Linked DNA regions of Mus musculus: region 2 is linked to region 1. A link is a contact called in public capture Hi-C data. All regions are on one chromosome and are shown on one strand. The core of a region is the stretch at or near the end of the contact, and the rest is flanking DNA. Distances in the headings are between cores, read along the strand shown. Region 1 overlaps Gm52113 (a long non-coding RNA gene). Region 2 overlaps Ccser2 (coiled-coil serine rich 2).

Region 1 (4,481 bases), core at 863-3,362:
GCCTGTTATTCCTTGCTCTTCTGCCGAAGCAAGTAATTATGTCTATTATTGGAGCAAGTAATTTGTTATCTAAGCATTTGTTCCACTGTGGGCTCCTGGAGGGCAGGAACTATTTCTTTGTGTTTTTACAGTTTTTTTTTTTTGTTTCAAAATATTTACTTTATTTTTAAACTTTTTTGTTTTTAAAACGTTTCAATTGAAATAGAATTACATCACATCCCCCTCCCTTTCTCACCCAGCCGCCCTGCGCTAAATTGATAGCCTCTTTTTCTTTGATTATGTTTGTCACATACAGAAGCCGTCTGTAACTATAGCTTGGAAGCAGCTGGCACAGCACTAGAGAGAGGAGTGGAGCCCTCTACCTAACGAATCCCTTTAGCGCCCCCTGTCCTGAGATGCGGCAGTGCCACCCAGTGGCAGGCTGGGTGTACTGAGGCTACTTATGCAGTCCCTTTCCAAAAAGCAGGGTTCACCTGGAGAGCTGCCCCCCCATACACACCCTCCTCAGCCAAGGCCAACAAGAACACAAGTGGCAGAGAGATGTGTTCTGTGCCTTTGGACTTTGGAGGTATAATGAGCGGCCCTTGAAAGGGTCCCTAGCGTCTTCCCCCTGGCAAGGCCTCCATTTTCCTGTTTCTAGTCAGCCAAACTCAGTCTCTGGGATGGGGAATGTAACTCAAAGCCTTTGCCTAGTATTCACAAAATCCTGGGGCTGAGCCCTAGCACTGCATAAAACCAGGTGTGGTCATGCATGCCTGCAACTGAGGCGGTAGATACAACAGAGAAGAAAGGTCTCCTGGAAATGGAACATTTGAGATGTTGGGAAGACCTCTTCAGATAGCAGGCATGGAATCTACTTTTGAAGGAACTCAGGAGTCTCCACTCCTGTGGTAGACCCTTACTTGTGACTATGGAGGCAAACTCCAACTTGGACCAGGGAGGGACACTGAAAACACCTAGACAGAGCCCAACAGGAGTCAGCGGCACAGAAAAGCACAGTTATTATCTGTGAACAGGTTTTTTGAAGCCTTTTTACTAGAAGCTGGTAGACCCCTCTCCTTGAATCTGCAAGTTTGCTTCTGAAGTTGGGCTTGTGGACAGTAGGCACAGCCATTAGCACACTGTCCCTCCGAGAGACTGCTTCTCTTTGTGTTCTTATGTCCCTTTCTTACCTGTCACTTGATCCTCCCCATATTTCATTCTTATTTTATCCCGTGTGTGTGTGTGTGTGTGTGTGTGTGTGCCCGCCCTGCACGTGTGTCATGGTATGGGGGGGGGGGGTGTCAGAGTTCAACCAACATGTGGGTGGTGGGTAGGGAGGCTTCACCTCTGTGAAAACAGAGGTGCGGCCTTTCCCATCTCTGCAGCCTGGGTAGCCAGCCTATCCACACTTCACTTTTCAGAGCCGTGGTGGTCCTCTCTGGGTGGACTGAGGAGCCTCTGTAGGTAGGATGTTCCTGTGGGTGGAACTCTCCAGGATCCACCACTCAGACCCTGAAGCAGATGGGCCCCCTGCGTGTAAAGTTGGCACATGATGTTCCCAAGGGCAACCCAAGGCTGGGTGGGACCTGTGTGGCCAGGGAAGGGAGCCTCAGTACACCAGGTAAATACTTCCCTACGCCCCAAATCCTCAAAGGAATTCTTTGTTTCTGCACTCCTGTGTTGACTTAGCTGAGGAATGCAGGGTGTCGCAGAGAAATGCTCACTGGCTTGTTTTTTTGTGGCTTGCTCAATTTTCTTATATAATTGGCTGGACCCTCCCACCTCAATCATCAATCAAGGTGTTCATACATATTAAAAAAAAAAAAACTAAGGGACCTCCCAGGTAGTCTCAGAATAATTAACCACCCACAGAACAGCACTAGGCAGATCTCCCCTCCTGTCTTCTCAGAGTCTGTCTCTGCTTTGGTCCCTGAGTGATGACTAGCTTGTGAAGCCTAGTTCCATTCACGAGTCACAAAGCATTGCTTCTCCTGTTCCCTATTCCAGACTCAGTATCCTTCACTTTGTATAGAAGGCGGAGCTGATAGCAGAAGTCCTTGGAGAGGAGGGCTAGTGAGGTGACTCAGCAGGTGAAGATGCTGGCTGCCCTACCAAACTACTAGTCCGTGTGGGACTGTCCTCGGGGCGATGCGGAAGTGCCTGCACTGCCGGAGGTAAACAAGTTCCTGCCCCCACCGAAACAGGAGCAAACAGGAGGTTCACGTTCCCACCGCTTTGCAACACTGTTTCAGTACCTCCCCTCCCCCTCTTTCCCAGGCGCTAGCTGATGGAGGCCAACACCAAAGAATGACCATCATCTCCCCCACCAACGCTGGCGAACCTTTCTCTTTTCTCCTGGGTAATAATACTGTGTCCCAGGCTTGCTCAGCGGGTGGCCATAGGAGTCTGGGAGACCCGGTCCAGTGGACAGGGTTTTGGGGTTCCGCTTAGAGTTGCTTCAGTCTATAGAAAGCTGAGCCGGGCTCTGCCTCTTCTATCGCATGACCCCCACCCGGTGGTGGTGTCCCCAAGAGGAGATCACCCGGATTCCCCCCACCCCCTTCTACCTCTGCGCAGAGGGAACGCTGCTACTTTCGGAGTTGTACTCCTTGGTCCGGGATATTCCTAGACCCTGCGCCTGAGGGGCTGGGAGCGCAGCGCTTTGTTATTCAGCCGGAAAGATGCCCCAAGAATTAAAAGACTTTATAAAATGTAGGTTGACTACACCACCTGCACCTGCCTTCATTGTTGCTCTCTCACAGAATTTCAGAAATGCGCTAGGCCTCCTGGTGCATGCCTATAATCCGAAGGCAGGACTCCTGGGGTTTGAGGCCCTGTGACACGTAGAAAGACCTTGTTTCAAGAAATTTAGAAATACCAGCATATTAAAGACGCCTCCCCCCCCCCAAAAAAAAGACATATCCAAAACTATGGGTCTTTGGGCTTTTGTACGACTCCTATTAGGAGTTACGAACACGTGTGAAATTACCTCAGATAGGGGACCAAAAACAAACGAAACAACATTGCTCCTAAATCCAACTTGTTGAGCAAATAAGTAAATTACAGTCTGGGAACTGATACTCTCAGAAGAGGGGGGAAAATCACATCTATATTAAAGATTTTGCAATACCAATTAACTGATTAGAACTTTGTGATTTGGAGAGTTGGAATGTTGCAGAGCCAAATTTCTTGGACTACTTCAGTGCCCTTAGTAAACATTCATTATCCATCTTTGTCTAACATCTTTACATCTTTGAGGCAGTCATGTGAAGCCTTTTAAGAAGTGTTGACTTACTCGATCGCTAGTTTCTATCTACCTGAAGCTAACAGTGTCACTCACTGTTAAATTACTTCTGGTGTCTATATCTGAGGTTTTTCTACTGGGTCCCTGGTCACCTGCTTTCCCCATGGAGGCATCTAACAGTGTCTTGGTTTATGATTTCCTTTGGTCTATTACCATAAAATTTGCATGAAACTTGTATATCCTCCCTCTTCCAGACAAAAGTGTCTTAAGACCTGTTGCAGATGAATGGCAATCCCTGGACCCTTGCTAGTGCCCGCTAGACTCGCTGCCCCCCCCAACCCCTCCCCTTACACAAACTAGGTCAGAGTAGAACACTGTTCACAGCCACACAGAGTAGAACATTTGTCACAGAGGGCTTAACACATCCCAGGCACTGAAAGGCTTGAAAATAAGCAGACTGTAGAAGAGATAAACTCACGCATAGTCTTGACTGAGAAATAAACAACTGTAAGTGGCAGATGACATTAAAGCCTGCACCACTTTAGTGTTTGGCACATGTAGAAAAGAAGGGAGGAGCCTGCGCACTGGGTTCTAAGAACTGTTTTCTGCGCTCCTCAGCACGCTGGCATTGGTCTGAGACTGCACCAGACTTTGTAAAATGATCTGCCTCTTCACTCCTTATAGAAAGTGGGGTCTTATTCTTCACATCAAATATAGCACTTCTTTTTAAGTTTATGGAAGTACACTGTCACTGTCTTTAGACACATCAGAAGAGGGTATCGGATCCTATTACAGATGGTTGTGAGCCACTATGTGGTTGCTGGGAACTGAACTCAGGACCTCTAGAAGAGCAGTCAGTGCTCTTAACCGCTGAGCCATCTCTCCAGCCCACATGTAGACTTTCTACTTAGGGTTTTTTGTTATGGCACATTTGATTACTTTGTAGTCACAAAACACTTTTTTTCCTCTCTCTCTCTTTTTTTTTCCAGCATGCCCCTAAAAATATATAAAATTTGCAATTTTTATGTATAGTGCCTTATTTAATATGCATTTTAATGAGGTAACAGTGGCTGCTTGAAATTATTTATTTGTAAGTCAATTTATAATGGAATTTTAAAAAATACTAGGAGATTAGCTAAATAAAATATGCTGCTCTCACAGGGTAAGACATTTTATAGCCATCAGCAATAAATACTAAGACCTAAGAGAATAGACATAGAGAAATAATCATTGCACACTGAGAAGTGAAGCTGGT
Region 2 (4,609 bases), core at 214-2,713, 2.3 Mb before region 1:
TTTATTTAGTGTTGTATTTATATTTGCCACTCGAAAGGGTTTGTGTGTGTGAAAATACACACACCACACACACACACACACACACATACACACACACACACACATCCTTGCACCAGTATTTGAACAAGTAACTTTTGTGAGGTGGTCACACAATTGCTTTTCCATAGTGCTATGTTAATCATTTCAGGCATCAGGTTTTGCATATAGCATGTGCCAGCTACCTTTATAAATACTGGCTGGAGCCTCCTGTGCTTCTGAGAGTTCACATTCTGACAGGTAGAAGTCTGCACACAAAAGGTTACTGTTCATGTCTTGCACTGTTAAAACAGCCACATTGTGCATTTTGTAGTTATATATGAAATCAGTACCTGACTGAAATTATTTTTCAAAGCCAATAACATTCTACATGACTCTTATAGCCATCTACTGATGTGTTTATAAGTATCTGACATTCAATTTGGATTTGTTCCAGACATTGTGAAGCTGTCTTGAGTGTGTGAAGAAGCAGCCTTTGCTGTGAAGACTTAGAAAGCACAGGCTAAAGCAGCATAGTTTGCTAGTACTGGGACCATTTCATTTGTGTGTTATGATTTTATCTGTGGTTATTTTTAATATCCACAAATAATGTGTTTCTGATTCTGTGGTGTTCAACATCCGACATACAGATAGATGTCTTCCAATTTTGATAAAACATGATTAAGTTAAATTAAGAACCTTTAGTTACTCATACTAAAAAGCATGTGTCACCTATGTCTTGCATGTCACACTTTGTAAGAACTTATTGTCACAATATCCTAATTATTTCTAACCTTAGCTTTCTTTATTTTTTTGTTCTAATCTTTTGAAAATCTGTAACTTGAAAAGAAAAATTTTGCGCTAATGTTTGATTTCCTGATTCATAAATTAATATTTCTATGTGTGAATACATATAATTTATCTTCCCTTCTATAGTGCTCTTCTGCAAAATAATAAGCTGATACTTACAAGTATATGATGGTGGGGTTTATACATACCATAAAGGCTTATTTGTGTGTTGCCTAGGAAGAGGTGTAGAGTTCTGAGATATTTTCTGTAACATATTTGACAACTAGATTTTGAATTCTGATGTATTATTAGTTTGAGCTGCCTGTATGTTAAAAAATGAAATTTACTTCTCATTAACACTGTTGCTGTGTTATTTTAAAAGCGAAGACAAATGTTTCTCTGGTTCCCTTCTTCATTATGCCTCCCTACCCCATCTCTTTCTGCACAGGGTGGGTATTGTGCACCCTCCTTCTCTCCTTGGCAGGGCTCCTTCCAGGGGATGCCACGGACTGTACCGCCGCACCGCAGACAGAGTGAGTCTGTGTCTCTCACTCCCATCCTGCTCTGGCTTCCCCTCCATGGTATTTCCCTGCTGCATGGCCCCTCCCTCTCCAATACCTTCTGCCCCTCCCAGTCATCTGCAGGCACCTGCTCCAGGAGCACTCCCGTGCTCTGCTCTCCTAACCTTTCCCTGACTGCATGCAAACAAGCCTCCACTGTGGCTTCCTGGAAGCCGCCAGAGGTTAATTTCACTGTAATGCTGTGGAAACCTTTCACTGGTGACCCTAGACCTGCTGGCATGCATCTGTCTTTAAGTAGATCTTACGAAGATCATGAAATGTATAAGATAAAATTACGTCTTACCTATTGACTTTTAAAATGCGCACAGACTTGATGGACAGATGCATACTGTTTAGGGGTCAGGCTTACTAGACCACTGCACACTTAAATATCTCCTCATCAAAGGCTTTACCTGTATTTAATTACCATCTAAAACTTTTAAAAAATTTCAAGGCCATTTTAAAACCACTAATGTCTTTTATAATTTGTTAGCTGCTTCACCTCATAGAAGCAGTGGCGTTGAATATGCATGGTTTACTAACACTTTTAATGATTCAGTTATTACAAGACCTGCCACACAGCTTGACTGCTTTAGATTATATATTTTACTGTACCTGGTAAGTTGACTGTATTTTATCTTTTTTTGAAAAGTCACCTACCCCCAAAAGCTAATATTAGTGAAAAAAAAGAGTCAATCAGAGCTAGTTCTACACCTTCTCCATGGTTTGTTCTGTGATTTCTACCATTTTTTCCCACTGGTTTTCCTTAAGTAAAGTATCAGGAGTCCTAAGGGAAATTTTAATCAATTTAGAATAAAATTTATTTTTTGAAAAATTATGTCTTTATTTATCAAAATTATAAATAAGCTGCATGAATTCCAGATTAAAATAAGGATTAGTTATATGATTTGGCTCTGGTAACCTCTCAGGAATGAGTGGGATATGTCTTTCTGTAGAGATTTTTTACAGGATGCTTGCAGCCATAGCTGTAGGGTCATTACATGCCCTTCAGTGTCTCTCACTGAGTTTGAGAGGTTCTTTTGGAAGAGAAATAGGTTTTAACTGCTATACTGAGACTCACTCCTGGGGATAGGTGTTACCATATGCTAGCAAAGCTATTTTTCTACTTCCTTTAGGTTGTGTGTGAGAGAGAGATGAAGGCCATGAAGTCATAGCAATGAACCCAATGTTTTTTTCAGAGACAGTTAAGAACAGGTCTTAGTTTTTTTCCTATACTAAATGAACATTCAACATGATAATACCGGTTTCTGCATTTACGTAGTTTTCCGTTCCCAGCACTCAGCTTTTACAGAGGTTGATTATACATAATAGGCAGGAGTTAAGGAGTATCTCTCTCATTGTAATGTTTCATTTTAAAGCTTCTTTCTGATACCTGCTTGAGCACTGACTAGAGTGTACTATGTTTATCATCAAGTACAGAGGCCAAGAGTGTGGCTGAGTCTTCAGAAGCAGCAGTTGGGTTTTTATTTTGAGTTGTAAGAGTGAGTGGTAGATGTTAGAAGTGGTAGATACAGTATGGAAGGTAGCCTGCAGTAAGCCCACAGTGGTAGGTACTGTATGGAAGGTAGCCTATAGAAAGCACACAGAGCGTGAGAGCATCAGTTATTAGGAGTATGTACCCAGGCCATTTCACAAAGCTGCACTGGCCAGAAATCTTGCTAAATTTAAGAATAACTCTAGGAAATGGAAAGAAGTATAGAAGTTCTGGGCTTTTACATGGCTTTCTCTAGAACTGATGAGTTGTAGTCTTTTTTATTTTTTGTTAAAAATGAATAGTAATACTTACTTTGTACTACCTTTCTTTTGATTTCAAATAAAATTTTTATAGGCTACAGAAAATAACCTCTGATTAGGTACGCAGAGACCCTTCCTGCTGTGTCTGTGGAGACCTCAGTTAAGTGACCTGAGATGCTCCTTCCACGCTAATGTCCACCTGCATGGGGTAGAAAATGATGCAATTCCTTCTGTAGAGTAGGAAAATTAATAAAAACAATTGCTTCTGGCAAGTAGAGGGCCTTAATGACAAGTCCAGATAGTGTCTCCTGCCATTCTTGGTGCTTCAAAATCATATTTAAGAATGACGCCCATTTGTTGCTACACCTAACATAAGAATTTTCTCTTGCTTATGTCACTTAAAATTACTTAGTAATTCTCTGTATGTTTTCTGTGTAAAGCAGCTTGAATGGAAAGAAACGGACACAAATCATATAAAGTACATCTCCATCTGCCTAACAGTTCAGTATTTTCGGATGTGTTTCTTGATGCCTAAATTTATATTCTTATAATTATATTTACCAAAATTATATTGACATGGTGGAATTTATAGCCTGCCTATTTTCTATAACTTACTCTGCCTTTTCACTCTTTTTTTTTGGCTCAAGAATTATGTCTCAGGGTCCATAGCCTTAATCTAATAATTAAATACAGCATTTTTGAAATTATTTCCAAAAATATTTGGAAACATTTATGTATAGTTTATAAAATATAGCCACATATTTAAGAAAAGGATAAATATATCATTGAATATGTAGGTGTTTTATTTGAATTCTCACTTTATCTGCACATAACTCATAGAGCTATTAATTCTTATTTTATAGTCAGAAATGTAAATCAACTAATCAGAGTGATGTTGCAACTTGTTCAGGAGAAGTAAACATACCACAATTGAATTTCATTCTAAATCCAGAGCCTGCGTCTTACAGTTTATTGTAGATGACTTTTTCCTCTGATAAACAGTATAATGGGTTCAGTATAAAGGAGCTAAAAGATCTAAATAGTTTTATGTACTTCCTTCTAGTCTTTTATAAAGAGATAATCTTTTGTAGTTCCTGATACTTTTGAATCATATAAACATGTTTCACGTAGTATAACTTGAAATCACTCTTTTTTGGTAGATGATAATGTATTTGAGAGTAATTATAATTGAATCTTTTTCTTCTAGTCCACATAAATGACTACAGTGCATTTGATCTTTGTACAATCCAGTGCCAGCACTTCCTTAGGCAGAGCTCCGAAAATCATTTGCTAAACTTTGTGTGTGTGCTCACTAGGGGCAGTTACCATGCATATTCCAACTGCCAGACATACCGGTAGGCTTGATGTACATGGCCCACCATGATTGACTCCAAGACGTGGTGTCAATCAATTCTGTATGCTTGATTGCATCAGCTTTGTGCTTTTATGAGCAATTAGCTTTGGGAGTTACTTTTCATAAAAATAAAATG

What was found. Capture Hi-C pulls out chosen DNA fragments and counts their contacts.
Region 2: a contact with region 1 is called in a capture Hi-C map of embryonic stem cells, with 4 times the contacts expected there. The contact joins two enhancer-like sites. A contact is called at or near these places in 3 of 39 promoter capture datasets (cranial neural crest, liver and pre-B cells), 2 of 115 datasets of contacts at active chromatin or transcription factors (embryonic stem cells and epiblast stem cells) and 1 of 9 other capture datasets (embryonic stem cells).

What each region holds. Positions count from the first base shown.
Region 1 is chr14:34,612,927-34,617,407 of GRCm38.p6, reverse strand. It overlaps Gm52113 (a long non-coding RNA gene), which reads left to right. Exons shown (of 3, transcript XR_003951117.1): 2 at 1,990-2,156; 3 at 2,260-2,797. Among named protein-coding and RNA genes, the nearest start is that of Gm52113, 5.2 kb to the left of the region's middle. Within about 2 kb of position 2,112, at least 58 of the 459 cell types and tissues checked have an H3K27ac peak or open chromatin away from gene starts, as enhancers often do. A contact at or near this core is called in embryonic stem cells, where this site is marked.
Region 2 is chr14:36,887,070-36,891,678 of GRCm38.p6, reverse strand. It overlaps Ccser2 (coiled-coil serine rich 2), which reads left to right. Exons shown (of 11, transcript NM_027045.1): 10 at 1,253-1,337. Among named protein-coding and RNA genes, the nearest start is that of Ccser2, 79 kb to the left of the region's middle. Within about 2 kb of position 1,463, at least 15 of the 459 cell types and tissues checked have an H3K27ac peak or open chromatin away from gene starts, as enhancers often do. A contact at or near this core is called in embryonic stem cells, where this site is marked.